Regions from separate parts of the Mus musculus genome. Here all the other regions are linked to region 7. A link is a contact called in public Hi-C, HiChIP or PLAC-seq, Micro-C and promoter capture Hi-C data. All regions are on one chromosome and are shown on one strand. Each heading gives the region's core, a stretch centred on a gene start, on an enhancer-like site or on the middle of the called end of the contact. The rest is flanking DNA. Distances are from core to core; before and after follow the strand shown. Region 1 overlaps Mreg (melanoregulin). Region 2 holds the start of Bard1 (BRCA1 associated RING domain 1). Region 3 holds the start of Xrcc5 (X-ray repair complementing defective repair in Chinese hamster cells 5). Region 4 holds the start of Tmem169 (transmembrane protein 169). Region 5 holds the start of D230017M19Rik (RIKEN cDNA D230017M19 gene). Region 6 holds the start of Mreg (melanoregulin). Region 7 holds the start of Fn1 (fibronectin 1).

Evidence for each region. Promoter capture Hi-C pulls out the DNA fragments that hold promoters and counts their contacts. Hi-C and Micro-C count contacts between places; a contact is called where the count stands out from the background. HiChIP or PLAC-seq counts read pairs in DNA pulled down with a chosen protein or histone mark.
Region 1: a promoter capture Hi-C map of embryonic stem cells shows a contact between it and region 7, with 4 times the contacts expected there. The contact joins the enhancer-like site here to the promoter of Fn1 in region 7. A contact is called at or near these places in 4 of 39 promoter capture datasets (cranial neural crest, embryonic stem cells, second pharyngeal arch cranial neural crest and 1 more), 2 of 484 Hi-C or Micro-C datasets (both in liver), 11 of 115 datasets of contacts at active chromatin or transcription factors (embryonic stem cells, hepatocytes, pancreatic cancer cells and 1 more) and 2 of 9 other capture datasets (embryonic stem cells and liver).
Region 2: a contact with region 7 is called in a Micro-C map of embryonic stem cells, with 6 times the contacts expected there. The contact joins the promoter of Bard1 here to the promoter of Fn1 in region 7. A contact is called at or near these places in 11 of 39 promoter capture datasets (the 3T3-L1 cell line, 3T3-L1-derived adipocytes, the SN4741 cell line and 8 more), 3 of 484 Hi-C or Micro-C datasets (all in embryonic stem cells), 4 of 115 datasets of contacts at active chromatin or transcription factors (cardiomyocytes and embryonic stem cells) and 1 of 9 other capture datasets (adipose tissue).
Region 3: a Hi-C map of embryonic stem cells shows a contact between it and region 7, with 2.0 times the contacts expected there. The contact joins the promoter of Xrcc5 here to the promoter of Fn1 in region 7. A contact is called at or near these places in 1 of 39 promoter capture datasets (liver) and 2 of 484 Hi-C or Micro-C datasets (both in embryonic stem cells).
Region 4: a contact with region 7 is called in a Hi-C map of liver, with 3 times the contacts expected there. The contact joins the promoter of Tmem169 here to the promoter of Fn1 in region 7. A contact is called at or near these places in 5 of 39 promoter capture datasets (cranial neural crest, liver, pre-B cells and 1 more) and 2 of 484 Hi-C or Micro-C datasets (both in liver).
Region 5: a contact with region 7 is called in an H3K27ac HiChIP or PLAC-seq map of cardiomyocytes, with 3 times the contacts expected there. The contact joins the promoter of D230017M19Rik here to the promoter of Fn1 in region 7. A contact is called at or near these places in 3 of 39 promoter capture datasets (cranial neural crest, liver and stem cell-derived epiblast-like cells), 1 of 484 Hi-C or Micro-C datasets (embryonic stem cells) and 7 of 115 datasets of contacts at active chromatin or transcription factors (cardiomyocytes, embryonic stem cells, hepatocytes and 1 more).
Region 6: a contact with region 7 is called in an H3K27ac HiChIP or PLAC-seq map of embryonic stem cells, with 12 read pairs. The contact joins the promoter of Mreg here to the promoter of Fn1 in region 7. A contact is called at or near these places in 11 of 39 promoter capture datasets (cranial neural crest, embryonic stem cells, hematopoietic stem and progenitor cells and 4 more), 6 of 484 Hi-C or Micro-C datasets (all in embryonic stem cells), 20 of 115 datasets of contacts at active chromatin or transcription factors (the NIH/3T3 cell line, craniofacial prominence, embryonic hindbrain and 4 more) and 1 of 9 other capture datasets (embryonic stem cells).

Annotation. Positions count from the first base shown.
Region 1 is chr1:72,181,408-72,185,436 of GRCm38.p6, reverse strand. The region is part of intron 2 of Mreg (melanoregulin); the gene reads left to right. Among named protein-coding and RNA genes, the nearest start is that of Mreg, 29 kb to the left of the region's middle. Within about 2 kb of position 2,031, at least 79 of the 459 cell types and tissues checked have an H3K27ac peak or open chromatin away from gene starts, as enhancers often do. A contact at or near this core is called in embryonic stem cells, hepatocytes, liver and 1 more, where this site is marked.
Region 2 is chr1:71,101,110-71,104,933 of GRCm38.p6, reverse strand. It overlaps Bard1 (BRCA1 associated RING domain 1), which reads left to right and starts at 1,962. Exons shown (of 11, transcript NM_007525.3): 1 at 1,962-2,266. The coding sequence starts at 2,127.
Region 3 is chr1:72,304,668-72,308,800 of GRCm38.p6, reverse strand. Xrcc5 (X-ray repair complementing defective repair in Chinese hamster cells 5) reads right to left here and starts at 1,380. Exons shown (of 21, transcript NM_009533.2): 1 at 1,234-1,380. The coding sequence starts at 1,254.
Region 4 is chr1:72,281,942-72,285,964 of GRCm38.p6, reverse strand. It overlaps Tmem169 (transmembrane protein 169), which reads right to left and starts at 1,592. Exons shown (of 3, transcript NM_175564.4): 1 at 1,499-1,592. It overlaps Pecr (peroxisomal trans-2-enoyl-CoA reductase), which reads left to right and starts at 1,644. Exons shown (of 8, transcript NM_023523.6): 1 at 1,644-1,872. The coding sequence starts at 1,749. Gm51631 (a long non-coding RNA gene) reads left to right here. Exons shown (of 3, transcript XR_003947863.1): 3 at 1,217-1,467.
Region 5 is chr1:72,241,884-72,245,897 of GRCm38.p6, reverse strand. D230017M19Rik (RIKEN cDNA D230017M19 gene) reads right to left here and starts at 1,905. Exons shown (of 4, transcript NR_155355.1): 1 at 1,735-1,905. Gm24497 (a small nuclear RNA gene) reads right to left here and starts at 1,685; the gene lies at 1,495-1,685.
Region 6 is chr1:72,209,868-72,213,723 of GRCm38.p6, reverse strand. Mreg (melanoregulin) reads left to right here and starts at 1,417. Exons shown (of 5, transcript NM_001005423.2): 1 at 1,417-1,707. The coding sequence starts at 1,613.
Region 7 is chr1:71,650,808-71,655,032 of GRCm38.p6, reverse strand. Fn1 (fibronectin 1) reads left to right here and starts at 1,799. Exons shown (of 46, transcript NM_010233.2): 1 at 1,799-2,201; 2 at 3,384-3,512. The coding sequence starts at 2,051. Apol7d (apolipoprotein L 7d) reads right to left here and starts at 1,698. Exons shown (of 4, transcript NR_040308.1): 1 at 1,647-1,698.

The sequences.
Region 1 (4,029 bases), core at 782-3,281, 530 kb before region 7:
TGACCTGGAACTAAGTAGACTAGACTGGTGGCTCACAAGCCCTGTCCCCACTCAGTGCAGGGATTACAAACATCTGCCCCCACCCCTGGCTTATATTCTTTTCTTTATCTTTTTTTTGGGGGGGAGGACACTGTATGTGCATATGGGGAGGACAATTTGTAGGAGTTAGTCCCCTCCGCCCTCTGCTTCCTGAGTGCTGATGTCATGAGCATGCGCCCTTACACCTGGATGTTTTATGTCCCTTAAAACAGAACGCTTGTGGAAGTCACGGGACAGCTTGTTGGAGTGGGTTTGGGGATTGAACTCAGGTTTGGCGGCAAGCACCTTCACCTGTGAGCCAGCTCGCCAGGCCATGCTTGCCCCTGCTTCCATTGGTTCAGGAGACGGAACTCAGGGCCTTATGCTTGCAGGCACACAGTCTCCCAGGGCATTTTCAACGCTGAATGTTCTGTGTAGTGACATTTAGCACGTTCCTAGTCTTTGGCAGCTATCTATTCTTTAGTCTCCAGGCCTTTGCGTATGTAAGTCTCAGGGCCTAAACTCAAGTCGTCAGATTTGCCAGTGAGCACTCTTACCTGCTGGGCCATCTCAGTAGCCTTTGCCTTTTGTTATTTTATTTTATTTTATTTTATTTTATTTTATTTTATTTTATTTTATTTTATTTTTTGTTTAGGAGTCTGTCTTTTTCCATTGTCCAGGCTGGCCTGGAAATCTCTCAAGCTTGTCTCAGGCTTGATAACCTCCTGCTTTAGGCTGCCGAACCTGCTGGGATTAGAAGGCAAGGGCCGCCATTGCTGTGGGGCTGTTTTTGAGGCTCTGTCCTCATTGACTTCCGTCTGAAGCTGCAGGAGGGAAGGTTTGTGGAAGTGGTAAATGTACTTACAAACACCAGCAGCTCTGTGATGTAGGCAGGACCAGCTGGGCAGAAACTGGCCGGCTTCCTCCATAGCCGTTGTGTCCTGTCCCTGAAGCAGAGGGCCAGGCCTCTGTGGGTTAGTGTGTGTGAGGAAGGCTCTTCTTAGTCGGCAGGTGGGCTCAAGACAATCTGCTGGTAAGATTCTACCTCCGGGTACAGAAGGCAGATGGAGTTGAGAAGAAACTAAAACTACAAATGTGTCTTAAAAGTCTTATTTTAAAAACAAACAAAGCAACCAACCAGTTGACCCTGTATACATTCAAAACACTGAGGACTAATGCCAAGCTTATTGAGGACCACTGCCCGGCTGATTGATTGATTGATTTATATTAAGGTTAATTTTATATGTCAACGTATTTGGGCTACAATGTACAGGTATTTGGCCAAATATTCTGGGGACTGGCCGGGTGGCTCAGTGGGTAAAGTGCTTGAGGATCTGAGTTCAGATCTCAGTTCCCATATTGAAAGCTGGCCGTGGTGGCGTTTACCTTCCAGCTCAGCGGTGAGGAGGTAGAGATGGAGGACCCCTGGTTCTCAGAGGCCAGCCTCTGCCTGTATCCCTGTTCAGTGATCACCGGGTTCCTTGATAGACCCTGCCCAACTGTGTGTGGTGCTGAGGATCCAGACTCAGGGCCTCCAGCGAGTGCAGCAAACGCTTTACCCGTCAGCCACTTTCCCAGTGAAAGTACAGTTAGTACATCACAAATGGCTGCTCTAGTAGGTGGTGTGCAGCCTGGCTAGAGAAGAGGATCATGGGTATATATATCTGAGAAAGGCTGTCTGTCTGCTTGCTGAATGGAAAGGTGTGCCTATCTCATCTGAGTACACAGATGCTGCTGTGCCCTTGTAGTTTCCTTACTGCCTGGATACAATTCAGATGTGTTACCTTGTCGTCATGGGCTTTATTTAAAGAAAAAATTCTCCCTAGTACTTATAGCATAATCCGTGATGATTTGCCCCCCCCCCCCGCTCCCCCCGCCCCATGCTTTTCTAAACTGATTGGCTTTGCTTTACTTGAGTGCTCTGGAAACTGGGTGGGGATGAGGGAGGGTGTGTGTCTATGAGTGGCCGAAGCAGGCTCTGTGGAACTCCTCCAAAGTGGACTGGCTCAAGCGTGATGAAGCCATCGGTCACATGTGTGTTTGCAGTGTCACGTTAGTCGCTTGCAGTGAAGCCAGTCGCTTACTCCAGAGCTTTATTGTAGCCTTCCCCCTCCCCCCCCCCCCACTCTGTCCTTGTAAACATTCCTGCCCTGACTCCTGCCCTCTGTCGGTCTTGCTTCTCTCAGAATAAATGAAATCAGCTCTTAATTGCTTGAGAGGCTCGCCACAGACCCACTGGGACCTCCTGCTGTCAGTGTGACTCAGCTGGGGATCACGGGAGGGTTCTGACGAGTATGCAGAAGAGGCTTGCGGCTTGTTTGCTGGCTTTGATTGCACCTGTGTGGGAAATAGGAGATCCTTCAGTTCTGGAGGGGGTGGAGAGCTGCAGCTCAGCCTTCAGGTCCCTAGGATACCGGGGAAAGGGATCATCAGGGTGCAGGGCTCCTGGATACCTGTTGTTCCATCAGCAATTGTTACGCATGCTGGTTTGGCTGTGCCACTTTATGGTTGTGCAGTTTAAGAGTCAGTCCATGTAGCTAATGAATACCAGCAGGCACAAATAATTGCCAAGTTTAATTATGGATCAGGTGAGGAAAAGTCACACCCAGCTTTTTTTTCCCCCCTAGTTTATTGTCTTTGTTATCAAAGCTCTTAACTCGGGGTGATTTTCTGTGGACCTGAGTTAAGACGAGCTGAGCTCCCCCTTCCCTAAGCCGTGTGTGTTTCGTTGTAAGCAGCTTCCAGCGTGCAGAAGTGTGTGTTGGGACCACAGGTTGCTAGTACTGGCTGTGCAGTGTGTGACTCAGATCCAGGAGATCTGACACCCTTGATGGTTACCCAGGCCCAGGTAACCCAGGCCAGCCATCCCAGAGGGGTGTGATGGACGCAGCCTTTCCTACAGCCACCGCATCTTATCTGTTCACTCGTCCAACGGAATGTGATTCTGTTTCTTCAGGCTTCATTTTTACCTGATTTTCTTTTTTTCCCCTAGCTTCAGTTGACCTTACCAGAAAAAATATTGAAAATAGGTGCAAAAGGGTACATCTAGACGTCCCTCGGGGACGTGGCCTTCTTAGCTATTCGCTCTGGTCTCTTTCCAAACGGCCACATAAACTTTGGGGGACTCTGAGGAGCTCTAAGAGTGGGGATGGCAGGGGCTTGCAGGAAAGACTTGAGACTGTGGGCTGGGTTTTAATCCAGGCTTGACAATCTGCAAAAATAAATAGTAAAATACTTGGTCATATTATATTGAGTATGCTCTTTTTGTGCATAAAGTTGGTAAATGTCACTAATTTTTTCTAATGGTGTGTGTGTGAGTGTGTGTGTATGTGTGTGTGTGTGAGTGTATGTGTGTGTGTGTGTGTGAGTGTCTGTGTGAGTGTGTGTGTGTGTCATTATCTGTGTTAGTGTGTGTGTGTGAGTGTCTGTGTGAGTGTGTGAGTGTGTATGTGTCAGTGTCTGTGTGAGTGTGTGTGTGTGTGTGAGTGTGTGTGAGTGTCTGTGTGTGTGTGTGTGTGTGAGAGTGTGTGTGTGTGTGTGAGTGTCTGTGTGTGTGTGAGTGTCTGTGTGAGTGTGTGTGTGTCTGTGTGAACTGCTGTGTGCAGTCACGTTTCATTGTGTCTTTGCTTCCCCAGGCAGAGGATTGGAAGGAATGGGTTATATGTAGGAATGGAAGCAGAGTCTTTGAAGTAGGATTGTCCTACCTTCTTGGTGATCAGAAAGGAGAGTGTCCTCTGCATGCAAAACTGTCCCTTTCATAATCTTTAAGGAATTCTCCAGTCGTAGCCTCCAGTGTGTTTGTCAACAAGTACCAGAACCTTGGGTTTTTTTTTTTTTTTCTTCTCTTCTCAGCTTTCTATGCAAGTGAGTGTCCACTTTGAGGCCTAGCTCAACTGGGAGTTTTTAAATAAAGCAGATGTTAGGAGGAATTCAGCTGGGAGGGGGATGAATTTAACCTGTATTGTGTTTTTTTTTAGTGTTAAGCACTCATTTAAACATTGTCCTATTTAT
Region 2 (3,824 bases), core at 713-3,212, 550 kb after region 7:
CGAAACCACTGTCTCCTGAGTGAGATACGTTTTGAACCGGAGCTCTGCCATTATGACTCCACCATGTGGTCGACACCTCTGTCTCCTGCGGGAGATATGTGTTGGCCCGGAGCTCCGTCATTAAACTACCTCATGCTTTTACATCAAGATGGTCGTCTTTTCTTGATTCTTGGGTGCGCGCTGAACAAAAATTGAGTGGGGGTTTCCCCACTAGGTTCTTTCAGGGGCAGACACATTGGTTCAGTCCCACACTGAATTTAGCCTCAAGTTGTAGTATTCATAGGAGGCTTGAGTCAGATAATTAAGTGAAGCACTTGCGATATATAAGAGTCCAAGAACTCAAACTCTCAGCTCTATTTAGAGCTTTATATTACATGTCCACCCTGGTTCTATAAATGCTCATATAAATGTGCATGCTATGAACTGTGAGGTTAAAAGTACCTGAGAGACTCTACATTCAGGATCAGGAAAACCTTTCAAGCATTGATGTTTGAGCTGAGATCTGAAGGAGTACTGCCTAAGAGGAAAATTCCAGGTTCCAAAGTGAATCTTTGTGTAAAAGCCCAGAGGCAGCTGGACCTAGGCTTTTGATGAAGAAAAGCTCCACGGGAGAATAATGGCATGCTTTCCCAGGTTGGCATAGGCCTCATATCTCATCAAAGAAATAGCTTTAGAGTTTTATTTGTTTGTTTGTTTGTTTATTTATTTGAGATAGGGTTTGTCTTGACTGTCTCAGAACTCTGTTGACTAGGCTGGCTTTGAACTCAGAGATCCACCTGCTCTTCCCCCCCCCTCCCCCCATTTCCATGCCTCTAGTGCTGGGATTAAAGGACCTTCCAGGCCTTTCCACCTTTAGAGTTTAATCAGGGTAGTGCCAAGACTAATTTTGTGTTTGGTAATGTCTTGTATATCTTTAGTGAGGCCTAAGGATGGGAGGCAATCTAGGCAGATGTGTGGATTCCAGTAAGAAGGAACAACTTTAAGGTAAACAGAGGCAGCTGGGGCGGTTAAGCAGAGACAGAGAAATAAAAGGGGATATGCAAGAATGTGTTCATAGGTTGGAAGCTGTGGAGAGGGCGGGCTGTGCTTGCCCAGTGTTAATATTCAGATCCGCAGGAGGGTCTATGGATTTGGCTGGTAGAATACTTCTAGCATAAAGGAGGCTCTAAACTCAGTTCAGCACCATGTAAGCTGGGCGTGGTGGTGCATATCTGTAATCCCCTATCGCGCAGAGGTGGAGGATCGCAAACTGAGAAGTTCAAGGTCACCCTTAGCTTCACAGTTTAAGCTAGGTTGGCAAACAGACGCCGTTTCAAAAAAAAAAAAAAAAAAAAAATCCCCGGGGAGGGTAGACCCTCTAGCAAACAAAAACGTTTTATGCAGTTTATCATATTTTAAAAGCACACCAGAACTTCTAAGAGATGCCCTTGGTCGGATATTTACAGCTAGTTAAAAAGTGAAATTGAAACTTAGTATTTAGCGGATTCTTATATCCTACAGCAAGGAGAAAAAGAGAACTTTCTTATATAAAGGGTAGTACTTTTATTGTCATGGGAAAAGCTTGTCCAAGTTCAACAGTAGCTTGAATGCCACTCTTTGTAGATGGCTTCAGCGGCAAGCTCCTGAGGCTATGGGAGGGTTAGAATCCAACTTCTAGGTAAGCACAGTTTCAGTAAACTGAGAGGGGGTGGGAATGAAACCCATGGGGAGCCCCGCCTCTTTGAAGGCGTGGCCTGAGGCCCCGCCGCTCAGTTTCCCGCTCAGGAAGTTTGAGCGCGCTATACCCCGCCTCCTAGGGCCACAGGCCTAGGTGACTTCTCCCCACGCCTCCTCAACCCCGCGCCTTGGCACTTTGGTTTCCGCGGTCCGCCCTACACCTCCTGAGGGCGTGGCCTCTCAAGCCTCGCCTCTCCATTTCCGGAACTTGGACCGCATTACTAAAGCCCCGCCCTCAGGCCTTGAGGGCGTGGCCTAAAGCCGGGTCCTTCCATCTCTGAGTTTTACCGCGTTTCAGCCTCCGAGCCGGAGGCGTCCGACCAATTCAGAGACTCCGCACGCAGCAGGATCCGGCGGTGACCAGCGGGGTGCGGCGCTAGAGCAAACCTGACCTCCCCTCCTCTGTGGGAATGCCACGCCGGCCGCCGAGGGTCTGCTCTGGGAACCAGCCTGCTCCCGTGCCCGCCATGGAGCCGGCTACCGACGGGCTTTGGGCCCACAGCCGCGCGGCGCTTGCCCGCCTGGAGAAGCTGCTGCGCTGCTCCCGCTGGTAAGGACCGGCCTGGCGACCTAGTGTCGTCTGTCCCTCCGTGTCCCACTCCTGAGTTTTCTGAGTGGCTTCCCAGCCACCTGCAACGAAGATGACTCAAACGGCACTTTTCGAATTTTCGCGGGAGAACTGCCTTCGGGGCGTGGCTCAAAGCGCAGCTCGTTGGTCACTCCCCGAAGGTGACGCTCGGAGCTGAGCCGAGCTAGTGCTGCTGGGGTCCTGGAGTTCGGTCCTCTGGGAGCGTGGTCCCGTGGTTGCGTGCGGGGCACAACAGCCCCTGTGAGGCTGACCTTTTGGTCCTTTCTCTAGTAGCAGGCTCGGCGTGGGGAATGGGAGGCTAGGGACCTGGTGACCGGTAGTTTGGCGATGGCAGTTTGTTGAGCATCGCAATTTTAACTTAGTTAGATTATGGCCCTGTACCACTGATCCTCCAACATGCCCTCTCTTGGATTTTATTCAGTCTGAAATGCACTCCTAAGTGGTACTTTCTTACCTGAGGCTGTTTATCGAATACTACCAAGAAATATACTTCTTTCCCCTTTTTTCTCTTTGGCAGTAGCGAATGTTAAGCCTTCAGTCTTTACTACAAATACAGTGTTAACTGCAACTTTTTTTTTTTTTTTTAAAGTTAACTGGCAACAAACTTTGCACTTACGTTAAATTATTCTTTTTTTTTTTTTTTTTTTTTTTTTTTTACAAACTCTTAGTATTTGAAAGAATGGCATTGTATTTCTTAGGAGAGTGGCGATTCTGTTAACATGAACACGTTCTGAGTTCTGCTTGTGTTTTCCTAAAGCATACGGATCATCCTGGGTGTAGACATACATCGGAAACTCAACTTCTAGTTGCAGTAGCAGGCCAGTGATGACGCACATGTTGGATCTCAATCTGTGGGTCGCGACCACTGGGACACACATTTAGGTCTTAGGAACGGAGACCCAGCTTAGTAGCAAAATTACAGTTATGAAGTAGCAAAGAAAAGAATGGTATGGTTTAGGGTCACCACAACGTTTGGAACTATATTGAAGGGGTTGTAGCATCAGGGAAGGTTGAGACCCAACCACTGCTTTAAATAGTTGAACCACAGTTAAACTCAGATGGAAACACATATTCTTCCACTTAGAATGTGTCAGACCACATGAGTTCAGGTTCCAGCCACATCTTTGGTCTTCTCTGTACCTCAGTAATAATGGTTTGCTCATTCACATATTAATTTGCTAATATTGAGATTTGATAATAAACATGTAATGAATACATACCAAACAGTGTTCCGAGTATGGAGAGCCCATTCGTGAGCAAAGCTTCCTTCCCAATGTTTCTGTAACCCTGCCTCAGGGATCCCAAGAAAAAATTAAATACATGTAAGTTGTTTCCTGTGGTGACTATCCAAAATGGACACAAAAAGATGTGATGAGAAAATGATTTAGTCTGCTTGCTGAGCCATTTGGAAGAGACTAACTAGATAAAGTAATATGAATAATCTGTAGGTTGTCCTAAAATTAAACAACCAGTTTCCCTTTTTACCAACTGCCAGCTCTTTTAAACTAAGCGAGCTAGC
Region 3 (4,133 bases), core at 131-2,630, 650 kb before region 7:
TGTAGGCATCACAAAATATGCTGGCTGTGTTCCTTTAATAGGCGGCCACAAATCTACTTTTAAAGTAGCAAACACTAAAAGACTGGGAGTCTTTTGTCAAGAATTAGAGATTCAGAGTAAGGCATCAAAGAGTTTGACAGTGTAAATTCTGGTCTGGAAGAATGGTTTATGATAATTTAAAGTCTTTGGAAGCAGTAAGAAAACCAGGGAAGACAAACTGGGAGGGTACTGCAGCTCTTCATTACCACACTGAAGCAATACAACCTGCTAGAATTTTATCAAGTACATCTGCCACAGTAAGTCCTTCACGGGAGCTACAAAGTTCTCAGCAACTGAAGGCAGAGGAACAAAGGAAGCGAGCAACATCATTATGGGTTCATAATTTCATCAAATTCCCAAATGGGGGTGGAGGAAAACAGAGCTCCGTTATTGAACCCCTATCTTGTTTGTATTAAACGAATGAATGGATCCTTGCCATTGCATCTCTCTCTAGTGATCAAAAACAACCTCTCTAAAGTTTACAGTAATTTCCATTATTAATCTAGGATTCTAAGATCATAGATTCTTAGAAATTGAGCATTCTGTTTTGCTTTTCTTTCAGAGCTCCGAATGAATTCCCATTCACATGTTACCACTCATGGAAAGGGTGACCACGTTCTAATCACTTCAGTTCTTCATGTCTTGCTTGGTTCTCCTACTGACAAGCTAAGGGTAATAATGGTCGTCTCACGGTTTGGTGTGAAGATTTAATTAAATAGGAATAAAGGGCTTAGTTGTGCCTCACACAGTAAGCTTTCAATAAATTCGAGATTTTTAAATTATTATGAAGGTCATAATATTACGTAATATTACACCTTGAGTTATTTCATTCACAGAATCACAAAACCCCTCTGAAGTTTTACGAGCCTGGCATGTAGGGGATCTATCCTCGATAACTTACAAAGATTTTTAGAACCCAGGTTCGGAAGCAATAAAGGACGTCTGTGTTAGCAGGTGGCGTGGATAGAAAGTAAACTGAAGCAACGAGGGAGGAGGGAAGGGTGAGAGGCTGGAGAAGCAGGAGGGAGGATTTCGGAAGCGTGAAGGTGCACAAGACTCAAATGCAGAACTCCGAACCCCAAGTCTTTCGTTTTGAGCATCCATCCTTCAGTGCTGACTCAGCTGCGATTCCCACAGCTTCCACCCTCTAGAGATCCCCGGCTTAGGAAAGGCAAAAGGCCCTGCTCTCGGTACCTTATTACCGGACCACGCCATGCTGGTCCTCAGGTGATTTGATTACTTTTTCCGGGCGGAAACCTAGAGTGTCGCAACTCAGTTCCGGGCAACCCACAGATCCAGACGTCCCGCGTGCAAGGCGGGGAAGCCATGGGCTCTGAGCATGCGCAGAATTCTCTCCCTGCCTCCTTAGGCAAGGCTTTGTTCTCTGAGCCGCTAAAAGCCAGTCAGTACTGGGCTGGAGAAATGGCTCTGCCGTCTAAGACATTTGTCATCAAGCCTGACGAGCCCATTCAAGCTCCAGGCACCCATATTGTGGAGAAAAAGAACCAATTCCACAAGTTGCCCTCTGATCTCCACGTGTCCCACACATCACAATAAGTAAATAAATAAATTTAAAATAACAAGTTTAATAGTAAAAAAGTAAATAGGGGGTTAAAGGGAAAGGGTCCCAGGTTAGGAATGTGTACTGTTTTCGCAAGGGTATTTCAAAGCCCAGCACCTACATCAGCCTTCCGCGGATCTGACGCCCTCTTCTGGCCTCCACTCAATGCACATACCCACATGCAGCCGCGTGCATACATGATTTTTAAAACTAAAAAAAAAATAATAATTGCTATTACTCAATTGATAATAATCCCTTTCGCTAGCAATTTGTATTGGCACTCTGGAGTTAAAAGTCCCCTGTGTAAGATGAATCCACGAAGTCACTTAACTCCTCTAAAGGCCTTCTAAATATGATACTAAAAAAAAAAAAACCATGAACACGATGACCTTAGATCAACGTCCAAAGAGAAGAGTGAGAGTTCACCGAGTTAAAAGAAAAAGATGGCTCACAACCATCTGTAATGGGATCTGATGCCCTCTTCTGGTGTGTCTGAAGACAGCTACAGTGTACTCACATATATTAAATAAATAAATAAATCTTTAAAAAGGAAGAAAAAGTAGGAAAGGCATTCAACTCTACAGACAAAGTGGTTAAAACACCTTAGCCTCTGGGAAGAATTTCCTACTACCCTGGCGTGTCTGTGGCTGGGAAAGATGCCCTTTTCTAGAGATGGAGGCTGTCAATTCCCGTGAGTGTTCACCACTCATTTGCAAGGAAATTGCCCTGCAGTTCTTCCCTTCTGATAACCCTTGCACAGAAACTGCCTGTTTTCTATACAAAAATGACTCACAAGCTGCAGGTGGTTGGACAAAAGGTCCAGAGACCTGGAAAATGTCTGCAAACCTCTGTTCAATGTGGGAAACGTTCAATCAGATTCTCTTTTGTTGAAAATGGTCCCAAGAAAACAGGCACTAAAATTGATATGATTTGGAGAATTTTTGAAGAAGCCTTCAGGGAATGAAGGTTTAAAAATCGAAGCTGATAGGGTTCGAGAGATGGCTCAACAGTTAAATACATTCGCTGCTCTTGAACAGGACTGGGGTTCAGTTCACATATTACAGCTCACGGCCATCAGTAACTCCTGTTCCAGAGGATCCCATACCCTCTTCTGGGTTCTGAGGACACCAGGCACCCATGTGATACACAAACCTACATACGGGCAAAACACTCATACACAGAAAATAAACAAATAAAAATTTTAAAATAAACACAGTGGTGTCTAGACAGACACTTCGCACCCAGAGGACTCTTCCATGCTTTTATTCAGACTAGAGAATTTTTTGAAACTGAAACGTTATTTCTAGTTATAGTTTTACTATGGTTCATCTTTAGAGTTACTAGGGCTTTACCACAGAGAATGTTTGCAAGCTGTGTCATAGTTCCATCTCGGATAGAGTCTCTCTTTTCTCTTCCTCTCTCCCTCTTCTCTTTTTCCCCCTCTCTCCCCTCCTCCTTCTCTCTCCCTCCCTCCATCCCTTCTGTTTCTTTTACTCCCTCGTTTCTACAGACACACACACACACACACACACACACACACACTTCCAATACAAGTCTGTTTCCTAGGAAAAATAAAAAGAGGTTCTAGTAGCTGTCCTTGTTTGCATCTACACAATCTTTATGGAAGTCTCAAGAACCACCCACTTCTAAGCAGTTAGAAGACCATGGTCCTGAAAATGCATGGAGTTTAAGCATTGCTTGCTCTAAAAAAAAGCTTCCTTTAATCCAGGGGGAAAGAACAAACATGATTAATGCAGCAGAGTTCCTGGCTACTATCCGAAGGAACTCTAGAGAACCAAAGTATGGCAAACACGGCTCTGGCAGGCCTTGCCCTTCTCTCTCATCTCCTCTACCTTACTAAAAGTCATTAGATTGTATTCCTAAAGCTAGCCCTCAGAGTCTAGTCCTTATTTGCCCACTTCCTCCTCCTGAGGCACACCTAGCAAAGTGTTTAAGTCCAGCAATCAAAAGCCCCCTTTGGCTCACCTAATCAACATGACCAATTAAAAATCACCTTGTTCTAAGCCAGGCATGGTGACGCACACCTTTAATCCCAGAACTTGGAGGCAGAGGCAGGCAGATCTCTGAGTTAGAGGCCAGCCTGGTCTACAGAGTGAGTTCCAGGACAGCCAGGGCTACACAGAGAAACCCTGTCTCGTAAGACCAGAAAAAAAAGAAAGAGAAAAATCACCTTGTTCTAACATGGGGTCTCCCTTTTTACCTTTATAAGCTGTCATTTTCCTATGTGCCATGGCTGTCTATCCAGAGTCAGTCCTTTATCCCCATAAATACCCCTCCTCCCTCTCCATTGTTCCCTTCCTCTTCTCCCTCTTCCTCTGCCTCCTGTCTTTGTCTCTTAGTCCCTGCCCTCTGTCCCTCTGGGGCAAATAAATCTCCTTTGTGCTGAGAACTTGGTCTTGGAGGTCCTAAGCAGATACTTTCCCTTACAATAATTTTGTGGGGTTTGCCTTCATAATCCTTTGGTTAACAATAGCTGGGGCCTTACCTAGAGAACTCTCTCTGGGCTGGTCCT
Region 4 (4,023 bases), core at 343-2,842, 630 kb before region 7:
GCCATTTTTTAATGTGTTCATGATCACATAACTGACATAAACAGACGGCTACCAGAGCTCTTGATGGACTTCCCAGACAAAAACAGCCAGAGAGCTTTAGCTCTTCCTTTCTGCGTGCTGGTTGGAATCCATCAGCAGCTAAGCTGGAGAGGGAAGTGCTTCTAAAAAGAGGTCAGAGAAGGCCAGGGAGGTGGAGGGCCTAGAGGTGCTCTCAGAACTGCAGTCTGGCTGGTGCGAGAGACCCAGTGTCTAACTTCACTTCTCTCTGTGAATTTTTTAAGTAGTGGCTCCAACCGCCACCTCCCCAAACAGACACAAATGGCATTTGTTGACTGGAAAAGGGAAAACAGAGCACCCCCGGCAAAGTTAGAAAGACTGTTGTCCTGGATTAAGACCAATGACCTAGCATAGTCCGACATAAGGAAAGAGATAAACAGAAAAGAGCTAAGAGGGCAAGGCTGCTGCTGCTGCGCTTGATGATGGGGTTCAATCCCTGGTGGCACCCATACGGTACAAGAAGAGAACTGACTCCTGCAATTCGTCTTCTCACACACACACACACACACACACACACACACACACACACATATGTAATGTTAATTTTTAAATGAACAAACAGAAGGGCAGGGCATGGTATCCCATGCCTTTAATCCCAGCATTCAGTAGGCAGAGGCAGGGGGAATCTCTTAAGTTCCAGGCCAACCTGATCTACATAGTGAGTTCCAGGACAGCCAGGGCTATAGAGAGAGAGACCTTGTCTCAAAAAAAAATTAATAATAATAATTAATTCAAAACAAACAGAATGTGAACAATAAATTGTTCCTTGGAACCAACTGGGAGCTGATAAGTTCCTTGCTGAAGGTAGGAGCTAAAAGGCAGGTTCCAAAACCATAAACCTAGAAATGAATCTTACAAGAACCATGCAACGATTCATCTTTATCTGCTGCTATATAACCCAGATGAAACGGACCAGGTCTCAAATCTATGGAAGGGTGCTTTTTTTTTTCATTTCTGGGTGGGGCACTGAGAATGAGGTGAGGGTGGCCTAAAATCATTTTGTTTAATCATTCATTATTTAGGCTCTGTGGATAACTGCAACTGTGTGCCCTCTCCTGCCCCACCCCCTCCTCCCTTTCGACTCCCTCCCTGAAGAAGAAGGGATCTGGGACCTGGATGGCTTCCCTTCAGCTAACCTAAGCCTTTCCCCACTTCCTAGCCCTCTGCACACAGCTGCTGAAGCCCAGACAGCCAGATGTCTGTTGCAGATCGGTACTGCGAGGGCCCAGACCTGCAGCCTTTCTCTACACAGATGCTCTGGAGATGTAATTTTAATTAACGGTGGGAGCTATGGCCCCAAGGATTGGATTTTCAGAACAGAAAATATCCTTCCCATTTCGTTCTTTCTCACTCTCTTTTCATTCCTCTGTCGTTTCCCCCCAATGTCACCGACATTTAAAAATAAATATGAAAAAAATCGAACGAGGAGTCTCACCCACACCTTCACTGGGACCCAGGAGGGAAGCTGAGGATGCAGACGGCTGCGGGCGGCCGCCAGGAGCGGTCCAGCTCTGGGAGGAGGCCTAGCGCGCCGCGAAGGCGGGGCCTGGGCGGGGCCTGAGGCGGGACCACGCGGACTTAGGGGCGGGGTCTGTTTGGTTACGTGGCCAAGGACTGCTACTAATAGAGCTACTTCTGAGGAACACGTGGTCTAGCTTTAGCAAGAACTCAGAGACAGACACTTTGTGGCCATGGGCTCTTGGAAGACTGGTCAGAGCTACCTAGCGGCCGGGTTGCTGAAGAACCAAGTGGCCGTGGTCACCGGCGGGGGCACAGGCATTGGAAAAGCCGTCTCCCGGGAGCTCCTGCACCTGGGTACGTGAGCAGGCCTCTGGGGCTGGGCTAGTGTCCGCAGAGGTCCAGCTCGGGTAAACTGGGTTCAGAGACAGAGGGGAGTGCTGGCGGACCGGGAAGAGGTTGCAAAGCTCCGGTCTGCAGAGCTGAGCAATGAGGGAAAACGAAATAACAGAGGTTTTATTCCGAATAGCCGAGAAATGTTGAGAGGCCCTGATCAGATTTTCTTCTCACGTCCCCTGTGCTAAAAGCAAGAAAAAGGAAAAGTTATTAAACTTAGAATGATCACGTAAACACACGCACAAGGAAGCCATCAAGAAGAAAATAGTTACATTTAATATTTAAATATGTGAGAATGTGCATCTTCTTTGGGTTTACTTTTTTTTGTTATTTTGTTTTGTTTTTTTTGTTTTTTTCTAGACAGGGTTTCTTTTTATTAGCCCAGGCTGTCCTGGAATTCACTTTGTAGACCAGCTGGCCTCGAACTCAGAAATCCGCCTGCCTCTGCCTCCCGAGTGCTGGGATTAAAGGCGTGCGCCACCATGTCCGGGTTTTGGGTTTACTCTTAACCCAAAGCAAACTGTTCCCAGGTGGTGGTGACATATGACTTTAATTCCAGCACTCAAGAGGCAGAGACAGGTGGATCTCTGTGAGTTTCAGGCTAGCCTGGTCTACAGATCGAGGTCCAAGTCAGTCGAGGTTTCACAAAGAAACCCTGCCTCGAAGATGTGGGTAAGAAGGAAGAGTGCAAAGTTTATAAAGGCATATTTGAAAAGTATTTCCAACACGACGCTTGTATTGTGCAAAGAGCTTTGACAAGTAGATTTTTTTTAAAGATTTTTAAAATTTTATTTTATGTATATGAGTACACTGTAGCTGTCTTCAGACACACCAGAAGACAGTATCAGATCCCATTACAGATGGTTGTGAGCTACCATATGGTTGCTGGAAATTGAACTCAGGACCTCTGGAAGAGCAGACAGATCTCTTATCTGCTGAGCCGTCTCTCCAGCCCTGACAAGTAGATTTTTAAAAATCTGACATCAAGTGGAACAAATGAGAAATGATTTGGCCTTGACATTCCATGCTGAACTAACACAAGAAATAAATACATGGAGAAATGATTGACTTTATCTTATCAGCAGTACACTGCAAAAAAAAAAAACAAGACAGTATTGCAGTTTGCACTTTACCATTACTTCCAGCCTGTCTTCCACCAGGAAACTTCCCCTGGGAGGAGGAATTATTAAAAAAAAAAAAAAATCAACCAGTACCTGTTTAGTACAAAGGTCAGGATCTTGGCCTCTGTCAGCAAATTTGCAGAACCTTGGTTCCTCTTCTGTGGATTGCTAGTTGTTGAACCTCTTTTTGAGTAAGTTTGCATTGGGCAAACACTACACCAGTTCTGGGGTCGGCCAACAGAGTATTGTGGCATGACTGTAAATATAAGGCCACTCAGCCCTGGAGATGCTGTGAGAGTCCTGGGGTATGTCCCTAGGGAAATACTTCCTACACCTAAAAGAGAAGTGAACATTGTACTGCTGTATTTATCATTGGATTGCCTTCCATGAGAGAATATGGGAAAAAAAGTTCTTTTAAAGTTTTGTTGTATTTTTAATTATATATGTGTATTGGGAGGCAGAGGAGGGCCTGTGAGTGGGAGTACAGGTGCCCATGAAGGCTGGAAGTGGCAGATCCCCTGGAACTGGAGTGTGAGCCACCCAGTGTGCGTGGTGAGAGCCAAGCTCATGCCCTCTGCAAGAGAAGCACAAGCTCTCTTAAGCTCCGGGCTATCTCTCCAGCACCAAGTATGTGAAATACTCTCTCCTATGGCTTTTTCAGTCTTTGTTGTTGTTTTTTTGCTAACGCCAGAATTAATGGCTGTTTTCTGTTGTTATGTCAACCCAAATTGGACAGTAGACTATTATAAAGCATTAGCCGAGAGCTGGCAGGAAGGCTTAGTGGATGAAGGTGCCTGCGGCCAAGCCTGATGGCCTAAGTTCAATCCTCAGAACAGGAATGGGGGAAGGAGGGGACTGAGTTCCACGAGTTACCCAACCTCTGCACAAGCACCAGGCCCCCCCCCCCCCCACACACACAGATAAATTCTTTAGTAAAGTGTTAGCTGGTCTGCCTTCCTCAGATATATAGGCTATCAGAACGTCTTAACAA
Region 5 (4,014 bases), core at 656-3,155, 590 kb before region 7:
TTGACTTTATGTGTATGAGTGTGTTGCTTGCATATATGTCTGTGCGCCTGGTACCCATGGAAGTCAAGGTATTGGCTCCCAGACAGTGCCCTAACTTAACCTCTGAGCTATTTCTCAAGCTCCTAAACATTTATTTTCATCTTATTTTAAAATTATGCATGCAATGGGGTGGGGGTGGGGGTCGTATGTGCAGGCCATTGCCGGGTACCAGCTGTAGTTAATTTGATGTTGTTGTTGGCATTTTTCACTTTTTGATAACACATTGTAATGGGAACAGCTCCAAATTACTTTGCTTAATTCTTCAGGCTTAAACAATCGCCTGAGTTTGGACAAAATGGCAGCACTCTACCCATTCTTCTCAGGACAGTCACTAGAATTTATTTCAGGGGCTGGTGAGATGGCTCAGTGGGTAAAAGCACCCGACTGCTCTTCTGAAGGTCCAGAGTTCAAATCCCAGCAACCACATGGTGGCTCACAACCATCCATAACGAGATCTGACTCCCTCTTCTGGAGTGTCTGAAGTACAGTGTACTTACATATCATAAATAAATAAATCTTAAAAAAAAAAAAAAAAGGACTGACTGCTCTTGCGGGGGTCCTGAGTTCAATTCCCAGCAACCACATGGTGACTCACAACCATCTGTAATGGGATCTGATGCCCTCTTCTGGTGTGTCTGAAGGCAGGTACAGTACTCATATATGTACAATAAATAAATAAATCCTTTTAAAAATAATTTATTTCAGAAGAATCTAGGACTCTGACACAACTTCTGTCAGTGAATCATTATTTATAGGTTACTGTACAAAAATAACATACCTAGAGCGGGTCTTTGCTGTGAAAATCAGCATAGGCATAAACAGTCAACAAAATTTTAGCTTTCAGAAAAATTATGCAAGCCTAAGAGTTTTTAATGCCACCAGACTTACATAACTAGCAAGTGTTTTGTGACAGTAAGCTGAAAATAACTTGTCCATCTTAGTAACCTTACAGCCTCACAGCTCTTTCCAGATCAAAAGCTAGACATTATGTAGAATATTATGCAGCAATGTAGAGTGATGTGCAGTAAAACTAACAGGTTGGTAAGAAATCCACGTTGGCCTAATTTCTAGGTCTCTTATTAAACCAGCATTATTCCCCAGAGGGGAAAAAAAGAGATAAAAACCTTAGAGTCTTTCCCACCTAATCACAGTTATTGACCAGTGGATGGAAAGACTGTGTAAAAAAGTAAAGAAGCGAGCTGCTCTGCCTGAAAAGCCTGGTAGTGGAAATATGAAACCTGAATAATAATAAGAAAAGTAAAGCAATAGAAAAAGATCAACTGGCGGCAAGCAGGCGGACTTCCGAGTTAGAGGCCAGCCTGGTCTATCAAAGAGGGGTTAACGAGACCCGGGTAACTACAAAGTAGAAAAGAAGACAGAAAAAGTAACTGCAGCCTGTATTTACGAGCTATAATAGTCCTAAATGTCTTACATTTAACCAACATTGTTCCCCAGAGGGGTTGCACCGTTCCTGGAGGTACTGCAATACCAGGTCGATGCGTGGAGTGGACGGAGCAAGCTCCTATTCCAACTCCTAGTTCCAAAAATCCATTTAATATATTGTCCTCGGATAGAGGACGTATCAGATATTAAACTGATAAGAACAGATACTACACTTGATCTTAGCCAAAAGGCCGAGAAGCGATACCAAATACAGACCACGCAGCCATGCTCTGCGTCCGTGAGACACATTACCTTTGTGGTGACCGCTCGCAACCCTCACTTCCTGCCTCCCCCGCGGTTCCTTCCTCCTCCGATCCGCGTCTGCGCCCTCCACACCTCACTCCCACTCCAGCACCCACGGCTTCAGATTCAACGTCCACGACCCGGGCTCTCCCGGCGTTCCCGAGCGCGCACGCCGAGTATGATTTGCATGCCCCGCCCCCTCGCGAAGGGCGTGACAACACAAGCCCAAATTAGGCCTGTGCACGTCGCCACGCCCCTCGCGTGGAGGCAGGACGTGCAAATCAGCTCTTCCCCGCGGCCTCCGCGATTCACAGGCCGACTCACAGACTATTGCGGTTTGGAATCCACCGGAAATAGAAAGACCTGAAGGGGGCATGTCCACGGCCAGATGCACTGGATAAACTCTGAGGCAGGACGGTGGCTGAAGGGTGGACCTACTGCTCCTAGTTCGCGTTGTCTTAAGACAATCTTCCCTTGTTGAGAGGCTGGCTCCACAGGGAGTCTAGCAGGCTAGTGATTTTCTGTTAGGTGTTTTCACAATGTTGTCAAGGCAAACCTACTTAGGTAAAAACTGTAGTAAATCTTGACCAAAAAAAAAAAATGTCATATATTGAAATCCTTAATAAATTGTGTGATGTCTTTGAACTTTTCTACAGTTTTCAGGCTAAAAAATACCGATGGTTAACATCAAATGCAATAATAATGCAGGGATCGATGATGTTTGGCACGTGGGAGTGAAGAGTGGACAGTCACTACTCTTATTAGCTCCTTGGTACCCAGAACCTTAGATCATTTTCAGTTTAAGGACAGACATAATCCTGAGAGGAATTTACCCCGAAGAGCTGTAGGCTCTGGGCTGGTTCTGTGCCTCTTTGAGTGTTATAGGGAATAAAGCTGGGTAGGATGCTTTCCAACCACTGCCACTGGAAATTGCAGAATGGAGGACCAGATCAGGCAAAGCCTAAACTATATGAGACCCAGCCTCAAGTAAAAGACAATCTGCCAAATATAAAGGGCAAAATACTAAAAGACCAAACTTCTAAATGTGTTTATGTGTAAGTACTCAATATTGTAGGATTTGGGCTTAGAGTTGCCCCCAAGGCTTTGGGACCTCTTATGCCAAACACAAACACCATCCTGATACATCCTATTACAGAGATTTTGTTGTGTTTTCTTATATTTGTAACTTTAAATCACTTTGTAACCATCAACTACTTAATGGATTGTCATTAGCATTTAAATCCTTTAGGTAAAGGTACCAGTGATGGTTTGAATAAGAATGGCCCCCACAGACTCATATATTTGAATGCTCAGTCACCAGGCAGTGGAATGTTTGAAAGGATTACAAGGGTTAGAAGGTGTGGCCTTGTTGGTGGAAGTGTGTCACTGGGTGTGGTCTTTGAGGTTTCAAAAGCCCATGCCAAGTCCAGAATCTTTTTCTGCCCGTGCTCCAGGAATTCGCTCTCAGCTACTGTTCCAGAGCCTACCAGCATGCTTCCCACCACACCATGATGAGATTGGGCCACATCTCTGAAACTGTAAACCCGCCCCAATGAAATGACTTTTCTTACAAGAGTTGCGGGGCGGTGGTGGCACACGCCTTTAATCCCAGCACTTGGGAGGCAGGTGGATTTCTGAGTTCAAGGCCAGCTTGGTCTACAGAGTGGGTTCCAGGACAGCCAGAGCTACACAGAGAAACCCTGTCTCGAAAATCAAAAAAACAAAACAAAACAACAACAAAAAAGAGTTGCCATGGTCATGATGCAGCAACAGAACAGTCACTAAGATTGTATGCCATTAATTTTTTTTAATCCTCTGCTGGGATTAAAGGAGTGCACCACCACGCCTGGCTGTGCCATTAATTTTTGCTTAATTTTTGTCAGATACCTCAATGAGACCTTGGAGGGCACGGGATACTTACTATTGTAGGGCTAACCTTGCAGAGGTGGGAAACGATTTGAGACCAGATACATGTGATCATTATTCTTGCCAGTACTGGCCAGTGTACTCATTTATAATAATAAATAAAACTTTGGGCCAGAGTGAGCAGGGACTGAGCAAGTGGGTGGACCGGAGCAAGCACGGTTGACAGGAGCAAGCAGAGGTCCTAAAATTTAATTCCCAACCTCCACATGCAGGCTCACAACCATCTGTACAGCTACAATGTACTCATATACATAAAATAAATAAATAAATCTTTAAAAATACAATAAAATGGGAATACTGGATACACCTCTGTAGTTAACAATGGGTTTATATTGGGCCAGGCATGTGGTGCATGCCTTTAAT
Region 6 (3,856 bases), core at 168-2,667, 560 kb before region 7:
CAAGTAAATCAGACTGGCAAAGGCAAGACAAAGAAGCAAAACACCTTCTGCTTTAGGGTTTTACTGATGTGAACAGACACCATGACCAAGGCAACTCTTCTAAGGACAACATTTAATTGGGGCTGGCTTACAGGTTCAGAGGGTCAGTTTATTATCCAGGCAGGCATGGTGCAGGAGGAGCTGAGAGTTCTACATCTTCATCTGAAGGCTGCTAGCAGAATACTGGCTTCCAGACAGCTAGGATGAGGGTCTTAAAGCCCACATCCACAGTGACACACCTACTCCAACAGGGCCACACTTTCTGATAGTGACACTCCCTGGGCGATCACACCTTGTATTTTATATTGAGTATAGGGTTTGTATGCCAGAGTCTAAATTTGAATTGCACACTGGAAAGCAATTTGGCAGGATTCATTAAAATTAAAGGGGTGGACTGGAAAGATGGCTCAGTGGTTAAGAGCAATGACTGCTTTTCCAGAGGTCCTCATTTCAATTCCCAGCAACCACATGGTGGCTCACAACCATCTGTTATGGGATCCAATGCCCTTTTCTGGTGTGTCTGAACACAGCTACAGTGTTCTCACATATGTATAAAATAAATCTTTTTTAAAAAAAAAATTAAAGGGGCATCTTATGACACAGCAAGTCGACTGCCACATCTTTATTCAGTTGGTGTAGAAGCTCCCAAGTGCAGCAGTTCAAGGATGTGCACTGCAGCCCTCAGTACAAAAGGCTGGGATTGGTTAACATGTTCACCATTATGTTCACGGTCTGGTTAAATAACACTGGCATCGGTAAGATTAGGTCTGCGTTAGGAAGACAGAAAGATACACATACAGTCTGCATGACATCAGTGAAAAGAGCCAGGCACAAAAATGTGTGCATGGGAAGGGTTGGAGGGAGAAAGGGAATGGTGAGGGTGGGTGGGGCAATGCAATGTTTTAATTTCAAAAGATAAAAACAAACAAACAAACAAAACCCCAAACAAAACAAAACCACAAACATTTGGTGCGGTAATCTGCTGCTTGGACATAAAAAAACAAAAGTGGGATTTCTGGGGGCTGGTGAGGTAGATGGCGCTACACAAGACAGGATTCTGTTCCCAGCACTCACATTGTAATTTACAAAAATAAATCTCTTGTAATATAACAGTTGTAGAACTCACAAGCGGTTGCTTTTTTTTTTTCCCCTAAGAGTGTTCAAGGGCTGGAAGTTTGAAAAAATAAAAAAACTTTTACAAAGCGTGTATTGTGGGAGACCATTTCCTTTGCAGAGAAGCCAATTAAAAGGACAGTTGGGTTCGGCCACGCGCAGCAGACCCCTGCTGCTCAGCGGTCACCTCCGGGGTTCTGCGGGGCGCCTGGAGCGCGCTCGCTCCCTAGAGGGCAGCCGTGGGCGTCGCAGGACGCATGCGCTCGGGCGGCACCCGGGGAATTAAAAGAGAGAGGGAAAAGCTCCCGCGGCAAACGCGCAGCTCGCGTCCCCACGGCCGGCCGCGGCGTGATGCGCACGGCCCGGCCCGTGACGCCGCGGCCGTCCCTGTCCCCGTCCCCGCGTCCCCGCCGCCATCGCGCGCCCGGCTCCGGGATCCCGGCGCCGGGCCTCGCTCCCCATGGGGCTGCGCCGCTGGCTACGGAGCGCCTGCTGCTGCTGCCCGTGCCGGTGCCTGGAGGAGCCCGCGCGGCCCGAGAAGGAGCCGCTGGTCAGGTGCGTATCGGGCCGCCTCGCGGGGTGGGGACCCGGGTGTCGTCTGAACCGGGGAAGGGGTGCTGTGAGGTCACACCGCGGTGCCACCCGGCCCCCCTCGGCCCCGGTCTCGCACAAGACGATTTAAGCTCCGGATCCTTGGTTCAGATTTTGTGTGGCTCCTCGGAGGCAGCGGATGCCCCTGGGAAACGCCACTGACTGCTGCAGGGGAAAGGGCCGGGAAGAGAAGTTTCCAGAGGGGGTCTCATCGGATGAGACGGACGAGCGTGGGTTTCCTTGGCACTGAGATGAAAAAAAAAAGTTTGGCTATCTCTTCCAATGTCATGACCGAAAGAAGTCGATTTCAGTGACTGAGGAAATCTTTCTCGTGATAAAACTATGCGTGCTGTACCAGTGACAGCCAATTGACTGTTCGGGGGTTTAAACTGAAATGTGGGGACATTTAATGCTCATTAGCTAATGTGCTAAGAGGCTTTGTGAAGGAACCCTGTGCACAGCTTTGCTTGACTTTTTTTTTTTTTCCCCTAAAGCGATACTTTAATATACGTATAAGCACGAGGGGTAGAAGAAAAAGGCACTCAGAAATAAGACATACCCAAGCGTGGTTGCCGGCTCCTAGAGAGAGAAGAGATAGGACTGTGATTTTTATTTTTCCTTAAAATGTTGGTTTTTTGTTTTTTGTTTTTTTCTTCCTCCCTATCGTGAGTTTGCTGAAATTAAGTTCCACCATGCCAGGTTAACCTTATCGAATGAGGTCCCACCAAGTCGTGCCCCAGGGAACAGAATTGAAATTAGGGCACAGGATGTAGGGTGGAATTCTAGGCTTGGTGAACAAGCGCAGAAGCCAGGACCCCTTCCTTAAGGGACACGCAACGAATCCAATCCTGCTTGCACAACTCTGGCAGAAGCAGCAAAGCATGGCTTTACCTTGCCCTACTCTGTCAAGTCCAGACACTTCCCCTGACTTTGCAGAGTTACATAACCCATCCTGCCTGTCTGCTCTTATTTTCCAGCGCATTAAGCAGGATGTACTTGCCCCTGTAGGAACAATCTACTCTTAGTCCCTCCAAGCTCCTGGCCAATGGTGACCTTTTGCCTTCTACCCTTTCCTAAAGTGGCCTTGTGGCCCCTTTTCATCTCCCTTTTGCGAGTCAGGACTTGGAATTATCATCTTGTTATCTGGTGAGGTGTTTCATGAAATATATCTAGATACCCAAGGCACCACACACACACACACACACACACACACACACACACACACACACAAATACACACACACACACACACACACACTCTGTCTTACTATGTAGACCTGGCTGACCTCTAACTCAGAGATCCGTTTGCCTCCTGGGTGATCTGATTAAAGGCGTTCACCACCCCTCCCGGCTACCATACTATGTTTGGTTGTTTTTGCTAATAGCCCTCTCACTTAGATTTTGAGATTACTTTGGGCTTGGAGAAATCTAAATTACCTATCTTTAATTTAAACAGCAAAAGCTAACCGTGTAGATTTTTATCTCAGGACTTTAGACTCTAGGTTCTTATGAAATACAGCCTTCAATTTACTTTCAGCCATTTTTTTTGTTTTTTGTTTTTGTTTTTTTTCTAGTGCTTTTTTTTTTTTTTATTCTTTTAGAATTGCTGGACTTCAGGTGCTTTTTATTTTGAAATTGAGACCTTCTCCTGTCTTGCTTTATGCTCAGTGGATGACAGTCTGAATTTTGTGACTTTCTTTCTTTTTTTAAAAGAAGATGAAGTTAGCTAGGCATGGTGGAACAGGGTCATGATCATAGCTCCTAGGCTGGGAGGCAGGAGAGTCAGGTGTTCAAAGCTGCCTTGGCCAAAGAAATCTAAACACAACACCCTATCTGAAAAGAAATGTTTAAAATTTACGAAGGTGGGGCTGGAGTGGCTCAGTGATTAAGAGCACTGGTTGCTCGTCCAGAGGTCCTGAGTTCAATTCCCAGCAACCACATGGTGGCTCACAACCATCTGTAATGGAATCTGATGCCCTCTTCTGGTGTGTCTGAAGATAGCGACAGTGTACTCATACATAAAATAAATAAGTCCAAAAAAAAAAAGTTAGGAAGGTGCCAGGGCAGTTGTGGTGGCGTACGCTTTTAATCCCAGCAGGCAGATCTCTATTAGT
Region 7 (4,225 bases), core at 550-3,049:
GAGCCCTTTTATATCTGAAAGAGAAAACCGTTTTGTCAAGGGATGATGAGAAATTCCAAAAAAACTAACTCAGACGGGATTCTAAATTTGGGGGAATGTATGGCACTGGTTCAACCCTGAGTGTTGGTCACAAAGATTCTTGACTTATTTTACACTGCTTGTAAGAAACTGGTATTTGCTGTGGGTTTTTTTTGTGTGTGTGTGTGTGTGTGTTTGTTTTGTTTTTAGTTCTTTACATCAATAAAGATAAATGTTAATTTTGTGTCTTTAATGTGTTGAGGATTTTATAAAGCACACAAATTCAAATTATCCAAGAACCTGGTACAAACAACATATTTTGCTAGCTAGTAGCTTTAATATGTTCTCAAAGCAAAGGAGACCATGCGCCTAACCGAGGGAGAAAGCCAAGTTTGGGGTTCGGATCTGCTACTCTGAAAATAGTGGGCTTCTTGAAGGTCTTTTTGAAGCCCTACCAAAGCAACTGGGCTTGTGTGTGTCTGAAAGGTTAAAAAAAAAAAAAAAAAAAAGACCAACGTGTTAGAGCTGCTGGCTTCAGGGGGACGTCTCCTATTCCCTTTTCAACTTCAGTAGTGTAGGAAGTCCAGAGAATTTTCAGTGGAACTTTATACATTCTTGGAGCAGATAACAATTGAAATATAAAAAATCTGGCAGCGGGGGAGGGGTGGATAGTGGAATTCTGCCATGACTGCGAAGTCTGAAAATAAAATAAAATAAAATAAAATAAACGCCCGGACACATGCAAGGGGATTCGGGGTAAAGTCTGGAGGGAGGCAAGACATTAAATCTTTGTACCCATCCTCACCCCAACTCCCCCTTCAGAGGCCACCTAGGTTTGAGTGCAGATGGCCCAGTGAACGTGGCATGGACGGGAAGGGTCCCCCCGCCCCCCTTCATCAGCCAGTTCAACTTTTCCCCTTCTTAAGCTGTTCACTACTGCCCTTTTAAAAGAAACGGGCACCCCATCCCCAGGAAAGGAAAACTGTGCTTCACGACTTAGAAAAGAAACTTTCTGTTGCTTCCTCTTAGAGAGAAACTTGGTCCTGTGAGTTTCTCTGGAATCTGTAGAGCGCCGCGCGGAACCGAGGGCTGTGGAAGCTCAGGGAAGGGGGTCACCTCTGCCACGCGCTCACTCTCTCCCAGGCTCTTCCTTGAAACCTGGCAGGTACTGCGTGGAGAAACCGAGGTCTGAGCCTACCTAACACCATAAAGGCAAAGATAGGGGACCCTAGGCGGCGCCCAGGACCCAGGAAAAGCACCCAGAAGGAGCCGCCCCGCCCCGGGGCTGCAAAAGTGAAGTTTGGATTCCTACAGGGACAAGGTGGTGGCCACTTTATGACTTTTTCCCTTCCCACAAAATACACTCTGGTGTGCACAGACTTTTCTCAGAGGTGACGCAATGTTCTCAAACACCACCACAGCCACCAATTTAAAAAAAAAAAAGTTAAGAGATGAGGGGGGTAAGCCTTACCACCCCAGGCTTCCTTAGGCTCCAGCCCCTCCCTCCCTTTCCTTCGAGTCTACATCACTTTACAGCCGTTTCCCATCCCTACCCCCAATCCTCCTCCCAAAAGTTTGACGACCGCAAAGGAAACCAGAAAGGGGAAAAAAGTTCTCTAGTCCCAGACCTGGCGGGAGATCAGCATCTCTTTTGTTCGGGGCGAACCCACCGTACCCCGTGACGTCACCCGGACTCTGGGCCAATAGGCGCGCGGTCGGCGGCGGCTGCGGCGGCAGGAGGGGCGGGAGGAGTCGGACCGGACCCTCCTCCCCGGCGCGCAGGGCCTCGTGGGGGGCGGGAAGGTACTGTCCCATATAAGCCTCTGCTCTTGGGGCTCAACCGCTCGCACCCGCTGCGCTGCACAGGGGGAGAAAAGGAGCCCAGGGTGTGAGCCGGACAACTTCTGGTCCTCTCCTTCCATCTCCTTACCGGCGTCCCCACCTCAGGACTTTTCCCGCAGGCTGCGAGGGGACCCACAGTTCGTGGCCACTTGCCTCCTGGGGAGGGCGACTCTCCTCCCATCCACTCAAGATGCTCAGGGGTCCGGGACCCGGGCGGCTGCTGCTGCTGGCAGTCCTGTGCCTGGGGACCTCGGTGCGCTGCACCGAAGCCGGGAAGAGCAAGAGGCAGGCTCAGCAAATCGTGCAGCCTCAATCCCCGGTGGCTGTCAGTCAGAGCAAGCGTGAGTACCGACAGTCTGGTTCAAACCGGCCGGCGGCAGGGATGGGTTGGTCCTCAAGCGCCCGCTCAAGTTGTGGCTAAAGTTTTTGCGCGCGTGCGTGGCTGTGCGAACGTGTGTGAGTGCGCGCTTTATCGAGGGAAACCAGCTGTGGACACAAAAGGCTTAGGTCTGAACAGGCTGGTTGCTGGTGAAGTGGAGGTAGGGACCGTCTGTTCTTCCCCTCAAGTGCGCTAACAAATTCTACACCTTCAGTTCGCCCTTCCAGGAACCAAAACGTGTGAAAGAGAAAAGAGACACGAACTTACAAATTTTACATCAGAGATTATTGTGGTTCCCCTGATCCTTATTTTCTTTATCAGCAAATAGCTGGTTAAATATTTAACACGGGGAGGAGGTGAGACTATCTAAATAGGTAGTTTCTTACCAACTTGAAAGAGATGTTAGTTGGCTCAGTGCTTTGGGGGGGGGGGGGTAGCCTAGGATTCTTTCCCCAAGAGCAAGGATAGCCATTTCTCTTCCAGTTTTTCAGAGACACACTCTTCCTTTATCTTGGGCTAGAGGAAAATTTAAAAGTTCTCCCTCCTTTTTTTCTTTTTCTTTTCTTTTCTTTTCTTTTCTTTTTTTTTTCTTTTTTTTTTTTTTTTTTTTTTTTTGCCATGATCTCACACTGTAGCCTAAGCTAGCCTGGCATTCTCCTGTGTTGTCCAGGCTTGTGTGTTCAACTTGGGAGCAATTCTTCTGCCTCAGTTTCTACAGAGCTGGGGTTATTGGCATAGTCATCAAGACACCCAACTTAAGTTTTCTTTCTTGTCTTTTTGTTGTTGTTGTTAAGAGTATTGAAGCCCTCAGGATTTAAAAGTAATTTCTATTTCTGGCCTCTCAGAGTGTTTCAAGTCTGCTGAGGTAGTTCCCCTGCCCATAAGGACATGACGTCATTGTATAACTTTTACCCAAGTTAAAAGATAAGAAGGAAAAAACCCCTAAACATCCATCTACATAAACAATGCTTAAATCTTTGATTAGCTAGTTTCCACATCTGAACTTTAGTGGAATATTGCTTTTAAGAGTTTTTTTGTTTGTGCAGGCTCACCAAGTCAGTTGGCAAAATTCAGTAGTTTTGTAGGGGAAAAAAGAGAGGGAGGGATGGAACTGTTAATAACTTTCCCCATCAATTCTTCGCAGCTGGCTGTTTTGACAATGGGAAGCACTATCAGATAAATCAGCAGTGGGAACGGACCTACCTAGGCAACGCCCTGGTTTGTACCTGCTATGGAGGAAGCCGGGGTTTTAACTGCGAGAGCAAGCCTGAGCGTAAGTGGAAGGCAGTCTGGGCCCTGGCAGAGATGATGCTCTAAGTAAAACCACATTTGCCTTCTCCTCCTCCCTGCTCCAGTCGCTTGTAATTCCCTCTTATTAGACTTCTTGCACTGGCTTTTCACATGCTCTTACCTCTAAAACAAATGTAATCCACACGAGTCTCCAAAGCCGCCTTTTTATTCTCTTGGAGCTTTTGATTAGAAAATGAGAGGTTTTGCGTGTCTCCCTTCAAAAAGAAAACTTATAAAAGTTTGCTTATAAAAGTTTAATTTATTAGAAAGTGATCTCGGATCTTTTGGCTCCCAATTATGGGCCAGAAGTTGCTTTGAGGCACTGGGTTGTAAAGTGATTTGTTAGCTGCAGTTCCGTGAAAAAAACAAAAACAACAACCCACTACCACTTCGGAGACTCCTGAAGCCCCTTGATACGCTTCCGGTGAGCTACAGCAGTCCCTTCAGAGAGGCTGCTGAGGGAGGGTACAGGACAAATGTTTCAGTGGGGCTGACAAAGGCCAGCCACTGCTGGGAGGCCGGCAACCTTCAAACTGTTTGTGTCCCTTGTGACCCTTGAATTGATTTCCCTGGTTTGAGACTGGAATTTGGAATCTTTCCTCTGCAACTCAGCTGGTCACAGGGTGTGGCTTTTTCCTGGGAACTCTTTACATTATAAATAAGGGAACCGCTGAGAGCTGGCCAAAGGTCAAGAGC